2 separate regions of the Triticum aestivum genome follow, and region 2 is linked to region 1. A link is a contact called in public Hi-C data. All regions are on one chromosome and are shown on one strand. The core of a region is the stretch at or near the end of the contact, and the rest is flanking DNA. Distances in the headings are between cores, read along the strand shown. Region 1 has its middle 330 kb from the start of LOC123046231. Region 2 holds the start of LOC123046231 (brassinosteroid-responsive RING protein 1).

Region 1 (4,219 bases), core at 1,146-3,645:
ACATGCAATATCATACATGTTCGGAAATGGCCAACGGTCCTTCATCGCATCCCATAAGCTTGCCGCGTTGGAACAGACTAGTAAAGCATGAAATGACGATTCATCTTCTCGCCCACACATTCCGCATGTTGCCCTTGTACCAATATGACGTCGATTCCTCTGTAAGTTAGTTGCTAGTGTACCAGTAATTACCTTCCATGCAAAACCTTTCATCTTAGGAGGAACCAAGGCACGCCATATACAATATTCCACATACCACGTTCACCACCAGGACATGTGTTGCTTGCTCCTTGGGAGAAACGGTCCATGTGCTCACACATAGCTAAATGATAGGCGCTCCTAACAGTGAAAGAGCCCGACTTCTCAAAAGGCCAAGCAATAAAATCTTCCCGCTGTCTTGGCGACGTACGAATTTTCAAAATAGCTTCAACATCAACATGACAGAAAAATTGTTCCAATAAATTTACCTTAAATGCACCATTAGCATCCAGAAAATCAGCAGCTTTATTTAGACGACAATTTCTTTTAGGGGAAATAGGCGTAAAAGGCGTACCCCTAGGAATCCATGGATCTCGCCAAGTTCGAATAAGATTACCATTGCCGACTCACCAGATCATACCTTTTTTCACCAAGTTCAATCCATGTTCGATACCCTTCCAAACTGCTGACGAGTTACTCGGGAAAACTGTATCCAGTAGATTCCCATTTGGATAATATTTAGCCCGTAGTAGTCTTGCACAAAGCGATTCAGGTGCAACACTTTGTTTTTATTTACTTTGCATATTAACTTTGTCCTAAGTCGATATTGAAATTTTTTGACCAAGTTTATAAATACCGGAATGAATATTTATAATAACCAATATATATAATATGAAACTATATTCAGTGGCGAATATAGTGATATTAATTTGGCATTGTATATGTGAAACTTGGATAAAGTTACAAGATTTGATTTAGGACAAAGCTAATATTGAGAGTAAAGAAAAAGGAAGGGGTATTTTTAAGGACAGCATTGCCGTGAACGAATAACTAAGCTATGTTTCGCTGGCATTGGGATTCTCCTTGATCCTTATACACAACAGACAAAATGTTTGTTTGTGGTGGCACATGAAATCAGATCGTGGCAATCTTCTTTCGTGTACTACATTATAAGCAAATCAACCACCGCAATTAGTATAGACAGATGTGCCTTGATTACAGAATGGATTCTTAGGATCCAGGGGCCATCTTGATTATTCCATTTCCATGAGATAACTTCAAGATATGCAGGGCTAACGACAAGACCTTCTTTTGTTTTGGAGTTGGACAAGGCCGATAATTGTTACTTACTGAAGGCCTGCATTGCTCAGTTAACTTAGACATTCGAATGTTGTATATACTGGTGGCGGTGACAAATTTGTAGCATCATGCTGCCGTTTCGTCCACTGGCAAGTTATTTTGTCATCTTTGTTTTTCAGAAATATCTTGTCGTCCTCTGAGAGTGGGAAAAACGACGGTACTTTTCCAAGAACGTTACAATCGATCGGCGTATAACGACTCTAGATAGAAACCGATGTATGTAAAAGAAAATCAGGCCACTCCTTTGTGTTTGTGTTGACGCCGATTAAGTGATTAACCTAAACTTTGTAGTTGTGGCTTCCTTTTGTCGCCGAGAGCTTCGCTGTCCCACAGCGTCTTGGCCGGACGTCCCGACTAAACATGCCACCTAACCCGACGCGCAGTCCGGCGATTGTTTAATAATAGTGGCGCCCGTGCGTGCAGCCCATGCACGATGTGACCCGAGACGTTGATAGATGATGATGTAACTATCTACCTGGATGGAACTGATCAACCTTCTGGCCTGGGATGGGATGAGCAAGCAAGGCCTCCCAAGTAATTTACGTTGAGCAGCGAGCATCTAAAAATTTCGGCCCAGCTGTACTTAATCCTGAATTTTCTGATGGGACATTACTACCACCTCAAAGCTCTTGGAATTTCGAATATAACATGGCATGTTCGTGCTGCCGGAGGCCGGACGGATGCAAGTAATATTCAAGGACGCCCGCCCAGCCGGCGGATCGCGCGCCGAGATGCGCCCACATGGACCGTCGCGGATGCCGCCAACGGCACGTACCCGCGCGCTATTATCTGAAGTTCTGAACCCTTCACCCTTGGCTGGCACCCACTGCGGCTGGCCCTCCCAGCGACGGGGAGGCGCCCCCCTACCGCGCCCAAAGTACAGCACGATCGGACCTGTCGGTTGTCCCGTGCATGGAATCCCCGAACGATCCAAGGAGGGCCGGTAGCGGTAGGTCTAACCACGTCCACACACGCACGCATCAGATGGTCGGACGGGTGCCGGGCAGGGGGCTGAGACGGGCAGCGGGGAGTGAGCTTGCGCGCTAGTGACGCAGGATCAGCCGGCGGGGACAGCGACCGTACGTGGCCGGCCGGGCCGAGCCTGGTGGGTTGCCCCGGAGCCGGAGAGCTGGCCGCCCACCCACCTCCGGTCGCCGTCGTCCGGTGCCCTGCCCGCAGCGGTCACCCATCGGATAAGGCGCCAAGTTGATCACCAACGGCGATCAGAAAGGGACCTTGTCTTGCCGGTGCCCCCCGGCCGCCCGTGTAAATTACCTGAAAAACCCGGTGGATTTCGACCGCGAACGGGAGGGCCATCTTCGTTCGTGCAGACCAAATGCTGTTCTGGTCTGTGCTGTTCGAAATACTGCGGAATGGTACGTACGCAAACAGGAAATCCCATTCCGAATATGCTTCCGGCTTCCTGGCTGGCGTGAGTAATCATCATGCAGAAAATTTGAAGTCTGTTCCAGTATTATTCTTTGACAGTTACTGGGAGTGGCGCGTCCTATTCCCTTGGAGCTACGAGATCGAGCTGGATCTGTACTTTGATACTGCACCCTAATACGTGTAAGATGCTCCGCATATTTTATTGTACTAGCATCTTCGCTTCCAACTCCAGCATTGAGCATTCGGCTAAACACCAATCTGTCTCTGCCTGTGTGTCGGCGCACACCCGAAAGCCACACTCATGTGATATCGATGCAGCAGCAGTGATGATGGAGTACGTGCCCGTATGAGCTTCCACGACGACGTCTTTATCTGAGCAAGTTTGCTTGGCAAGTAACAACAGTAGATTCTCCCTGTCGGTGCGCCAGATCCTGCTTTATCCAGCTTGCAACTTTGGATTTCAGTGCCCGTACGGGCTACATCTACTTTAGTCATTAGATTTAGATTGGACTACGCCCTAGTCAGGATAAGTTGGTATCGGTAATGACTTTTCATGGCTGCACGCGCTAGTGCAAGCTGTCCGAAAAAGATAAGAAAACAGTTTGGTTGTCGTGAGAGGAAAGGCTTTACCTTATCTTGTGGGACAGCCTCTAACTGCTGTCATTTACGTACATGTGGCCAAACTTATCAGGTCGTGGCATTATGGATTTGATTGCCTGCTTAACTGACAGATTATTAGCAAGGGCATGTTGCGTAGGCCCTGGTAAAACAGTGGATGTGCAGCTTAGGTGGTCGATGGGTGTAGCGCCGCTTGAATCGCAAACACTGATAGTAGGGTCCAAAAAAGTGTTTTTCCTAAGATAGATCGAGGTTTTTTTAGCGGGACTTCCAAACAAGCAGGTGGAGTTTTTTTTAGGCAATCTCGCGAAGCTTTTATTCAACCCGTCACAATGTTTACAGGGACGAAGTAAAGACCTTCCTGATGGCCTAGCCATACATGACGTCCAGGCCCTAATCTTAATGCTGCTTCGCTAGATTGTGAGCCTCCTTGTTGGAGCTCCTAAACTCATGAATTACGTTACATGAAATAAAAAAAGTAATAGATAACATAATTTCCTCTATGATAGCACCATAAGCCGATCCACTCCCAGATTTGATCTCTGCCACCACACCCTGGCAATCCGACGCTAGATGTAATCGGTGCACATTCAAGTCTTGGGCTAACGCAAGACCTTCCCTGATCGCCATTGCTTCGAGAGTAGCCGAATCGCCTTGGTTTGTGAATACAATCGTTGATGCACCTGAAAAAGAGCCATCGTTGCTTCTACAAATTGCCGCAACTGCAAGGTGAAGGTGGTGTGTGTTGTTTGATCCGACGGCTTTCCCTAAAAGAAACGAATTTCATCTCCGACAGCCCATGTTCTCCCTTCCGGCGTCTAACCCAGGCCATTACAACTTCACAATATTAATGTCCCAAATGCTAATTGGTGCG
Region 2 (4,219 bases), core at 824-3,323, 330 kb before region 1:
GCAGCAGTCAGAATCACATCTAGAACTCCCCTAACACTAGCCATAATCTTTCCCATACCACACCACCCAAAACCCCATCAGCATCACAGAAACCCTCTTGGCCAAATATTGTACGGACGCGCGCAGAAACCCTACTGACCAAATCGATCCCGAAATTGAGACCAAGTAGCACAAGAAACCCTACTGATCTTGGCCGCCATGTGATATGCACAAGAAAACCTAACCATGGGACGAACATAGGAACAGGGGAAGCAAACGAACAGGGGAATGTAGGAACAGGGGAAGCTTACCATATTCAGGAGGGAACTCGCCGGGTTCCCTTCGCCGCGGCTCCATGGCGCCCTCTCTCGTCGGCGATGAGCTCCACGGCCGCGTCGCCGCCTCGCCTTGAAAACGTCGAGGAGGAGGAACAAAGGAAAGGCAAGGAGGAGGAACAGGGGAAAGGCAAGGTTTTGATAGGGGTTTGCATCGGGGGCGTCGACTGGGGGTTACTATAAAACAGAAGCAACGGCTCATGTGCAAATGTGGAAGAAGGCGAGGGGGTTTGTGCAAAAACGCGGTCCGGGCCCAACAGAGCCTACCTGGCGCGCCACGTGTGCAGCTCAGGGTGTTTTTGTATGATTTTGTTAGAGCAGACAAGTTGGAGGAGCAGTTTTGTGGGGTTTCTTAGTTTTTGTATAAATCTGTTCCCACCCCTACAAGTTTATGTACCAATTGTGGTATTAACTCTCTAATTTACTACCATTCCAGAACATTCTTCCACTGCCCTACTGCATGGGTTTCAGTGTCAGCAGTTGTAGCAATAACAACGGTACTACTAGTAGATCCAATCAAGGGAAGGCTGCGGCTGTACTGTCGGAGCCTAAATTTCCTGCCACTTGCCAGGATGCATATGGTTTCAGAAATCCTCGGCTGATGTAAAATCCTTCCTAAATTTGTACGCTCAGCGGGGGAAGTTGATGAAGCCTTTCTAAATCTGTACTACTAGTATATGTACCGAAAAGCCAAGCGGCTGAACGGCCTGACCAACACGGGAAAGAGAAGGAGCAAAGGGACAGAAATTTTGCACGCGGAACGCCTAACTCAACAAATTTAATTGCCAGCAGAAAGATCCACAGCTCCGCAAACTTGGAAGATGGAATCTAGCTATACATAACAAGAATCTAATCTCCTAGCCCTTTTCGGGGCGGTTACTTTACTCATTTCGCCCTATGTACACGGCCTGGGCCAGGCAGCTCGCCGGCGTCCGGACGCGGAGACCAATTCAGTCCTGTAAAATTGCGCATTCTGGACGGCGGCGGCCAGTTGCCTGGACCGAATCGGGGGCTCACTGGTAGCCGCCGAGGCCGGTGAGCAGCAGCTCGTGCGGCCGCAGCAGCGTCGGGGTGGTGGGCGCCGAGGCGCCCAGGTAGAAGAAGTCGAAGTCGGAGGCGTCGGGCACGCCGGCGGCGGTGGCCCAGAGCGCGCCGGCCATCTCGTCGGGGATGAGCGGGGCGCGGCAGAGCGGGCAGGTGCGCTGGTCGTGCTCCATCCAGCGGTCCAGGCACCCCCTGTGGAAGGCGTGGCGGCAGTTGCTGAGCCGCCGCACCTCGTCGCCACCGCCGATGCCGCTGAGGCACACGGCGCAGTCCCCGTCGACGCACGCCGCGGCCTCCAGCTCGTCGAACCGCACCACGGGGAGCACCTCCTCGATGACCATGGCCGTCACGGGCCGGAACTCGGGCCGGCGGTGCTGCAGCAGCGCCTCCGCGGCGCCGTGGTCGCCGCGCGCGTGCTCCTGCGCCAGGTGCTCGTCCCCGAGATCCAGCAGGTCGCCGAGGCCGACGGCGTCGAAGGCCCAGAGGAGGAAGCGGCGGAGGTAGCCGAGCAGGAGGAGGAGGTGGAGCAGCTGCTTGGGGAGCAGCAGCTCGGAGTAGCCGACCGGGAAGCCCATGCCTGTCGCTTGCCAAGGAGAGACGTCCGCGCCGCCGGCTGACTGCTGCAGTCTCGGCAGGGCAGGGAGGATGAGAGGCAAGTGTGAGGACGATGGTGTGGTGGTGGTGGTGGTGGCAGGCGTGGGGAGGCCGAGACGAGGCGAGGGTGGCTTATATAAAAGCGAAGGAGCGGGGCGGGGAAGGATCCGCCTGGGTGGGGGTGGCAGCGCTAGCGTACCGTAGCGTGCGTCCGGTTGGGGTTGGGTGGCGCGGTGTCACCGGTGTGTCGTGCGCGCGACCCTGACCCGATGACCGACTCCCAGTCCAAGCCAGCCCCGCGAGTCGGTGTGACTGACTGGCCCGCCCGCCTGCCCGCCCGCCGCCGGGCCGGGTGTCACCGCGACCCCCCGCGCGCGTGGCCCGTCTGACGCGCGGGTGGTCCGCCCGCCTCCTGATCCCCCAACTGGTGTGCCCTCAACGGTCGGTGCACTGCACGTTGGCAACGGAAACGGGCGCGCGTACGGGTGCGTGCACCGTTCATCCCAACCCCGGTGCATGTATCCGTACCGTAGATGCACACGTTGATCCTTACTGCTCTTTCCGACTAGATGCATAGGGTGCATAGTAGAAAACAGATATTATTTCAAAATTACTAGTAGTAATAATGCATGGTGTTAAGATTAGGCAGTGTATATTAGTTGCACACGGATATTTTGGATATTATTTACGCATTGATAGATTCTCAAAAAATCGCCGACATTGATATTTTGAATTATATTAAATGGCATTGATAGATTCTACAAAAATCGCTGGCATTCTAAAAAAATATTAGGGAGTACATTAGTTGCACACGGATATTAGGTGGGTTATTATTTATGCGCTAATTATATAATTAGCGCGGGCATTGATAGATTCTCAAAAAATCGTTGGCATTGATATTTTGAATGACATTGACTGCATGCAAAAATATATTGAGCGATCATCATGTGGGCAACCCGAGTCGTTGAATTGACCTTATTTGATGGCCGAGATTAATTGTATCGAGAAAACTAATACCCCACTGATCCCATACTAATGAACGCAACAAAGTTGTACTAAAACAACGTCAATTAATATGGATCGAAGTGAGTCTTATTTTGTTTTACGAAATTTCAAGACTTTAGTGCCGATTTAGTAAAATTTAGACCCAATCGTGCTCTGCTGGGCCGAAGAGTGACTATTCGTCTTCATGTGAGCCGAAGAGGCCCTTTTTGTCCTTCTTTGTGTTGAAGACCACTCTTTGTTCTCAGCAAGGCCGAGGAGTGAGCCTTCCTCCCCATGAAGGCCCAAGGATGGGTTTCGTTGCGTGTAACTCGCGAGGAGTGGACATCCACCCTATTTTATCAACCACAGCTCCTCCCGATCAAATCTTCATGTCACGAGGATCTCATAGACGAGTAGAATCCCTTCAGATGAAGAACAACTTGAACCATTCACTATGGAGGACGAATTCCGTATATCAATCAGCACTGACCACTGCAAGACTACATCACACCGGTGAGAGTTTTTCCAATTAATTGCATACATGTACTCTTTTAGATGCCACCAACATCCTAGACATTACCCCTCGTCTATTGTTTTTACTACCGGAGTTGACAACATCTTGTTCACGTCCGCGGATGGCAAGTGTCATGGTGTGCTCCGGTAGTGACAAGAATAGGATGAGGGGCAATGTCTATGAGGTGGGTGAAAGTGTGTTATATCGACTAGAGGGGGGGGGGGTGAATAGGCGATTTTTACAAATTCGTCACTGAGAAAATACAACTCGAAGAATTTGCTAAGTGAAGAACTACAAGCAGCGAAATAAGTACTCAGGTGCATGCATAACAAGACAGTAGCATAGTCATGATGATGATGAAACATACATAGAGCACGGGTAGCGTGTGAACAGGATAAGCAGGCAGAAGATAAGATGACTCAAGAAATAAGTTTGAGGAAATCGAGAAAGTCTTCAGTCAAAGTCTTCAAGCAATAACGATCAATTTCATCAACACATAAGCGAGGAAATGAAAGGGTTGTGGAAATAGAACCAGTAGCTACGTGAAGAAAATGATTTGGTAGACCAGTTCCAACAGTTGTGACAGTCGTACGTCTGGTTGGAGTGGCTTGGTATTTAAACCAAAGGACACACAGTCCCAGGACACACAATCCTTACCGTGTTCTCCTTGAGCCAAGGTCACACAAACCTCGCCCAATCACTCGTGGTAAGTCTTCAAGGTGACTTCCTAACCATGATGCCTAACCATCTGGAACATGCACAGTCTTCA

Evidence for each region. A called contact is a pair of places that touch in the nucleus more often than the background predicts.
Region 2: a Hi-C map of leaf shows a contact between it and region 1, with 4 times the contacts expected there. The contact joins the promoter of LOC123046231 here to the enhancer-like site in region 1. A contact is called at or near these places in 2 of 5 Hi-C or Micro-C datasets (both in leaf).

What each region holds. Positions count from the first base shown.
Region 1 is chr2B:598,426,882-598,431,100 of IWGSC CS RefSeq v2.1, reverse strand. No RefSeq gene overlaps it. Among protein-coding and RNA genes, the nearest start is that of LOC123046231, 330 kb to the left of the region's middle. Within about 2 kb of position 2,395, at least 4 of the 8 cell types and tissues checked have an H3K27ac peak or open chromatin away from gene starts, as enhancers often do. A contact at or near this core is called in leaf, where this site is marked.
Region 2 is chr2B:598,752,457-598,756,675 of IWGSC CS RefSeq v2.1, reverse strand. LOC123046231 (brassinosteroid-responsive RING protein 1) reads right to left here and starts at 2,073. Exons shown (of 1, transcript XM_044469535.1): 1 at 1,080-2,073. The coding sequence starts at 1,933. The coding sequence ends at 1,328.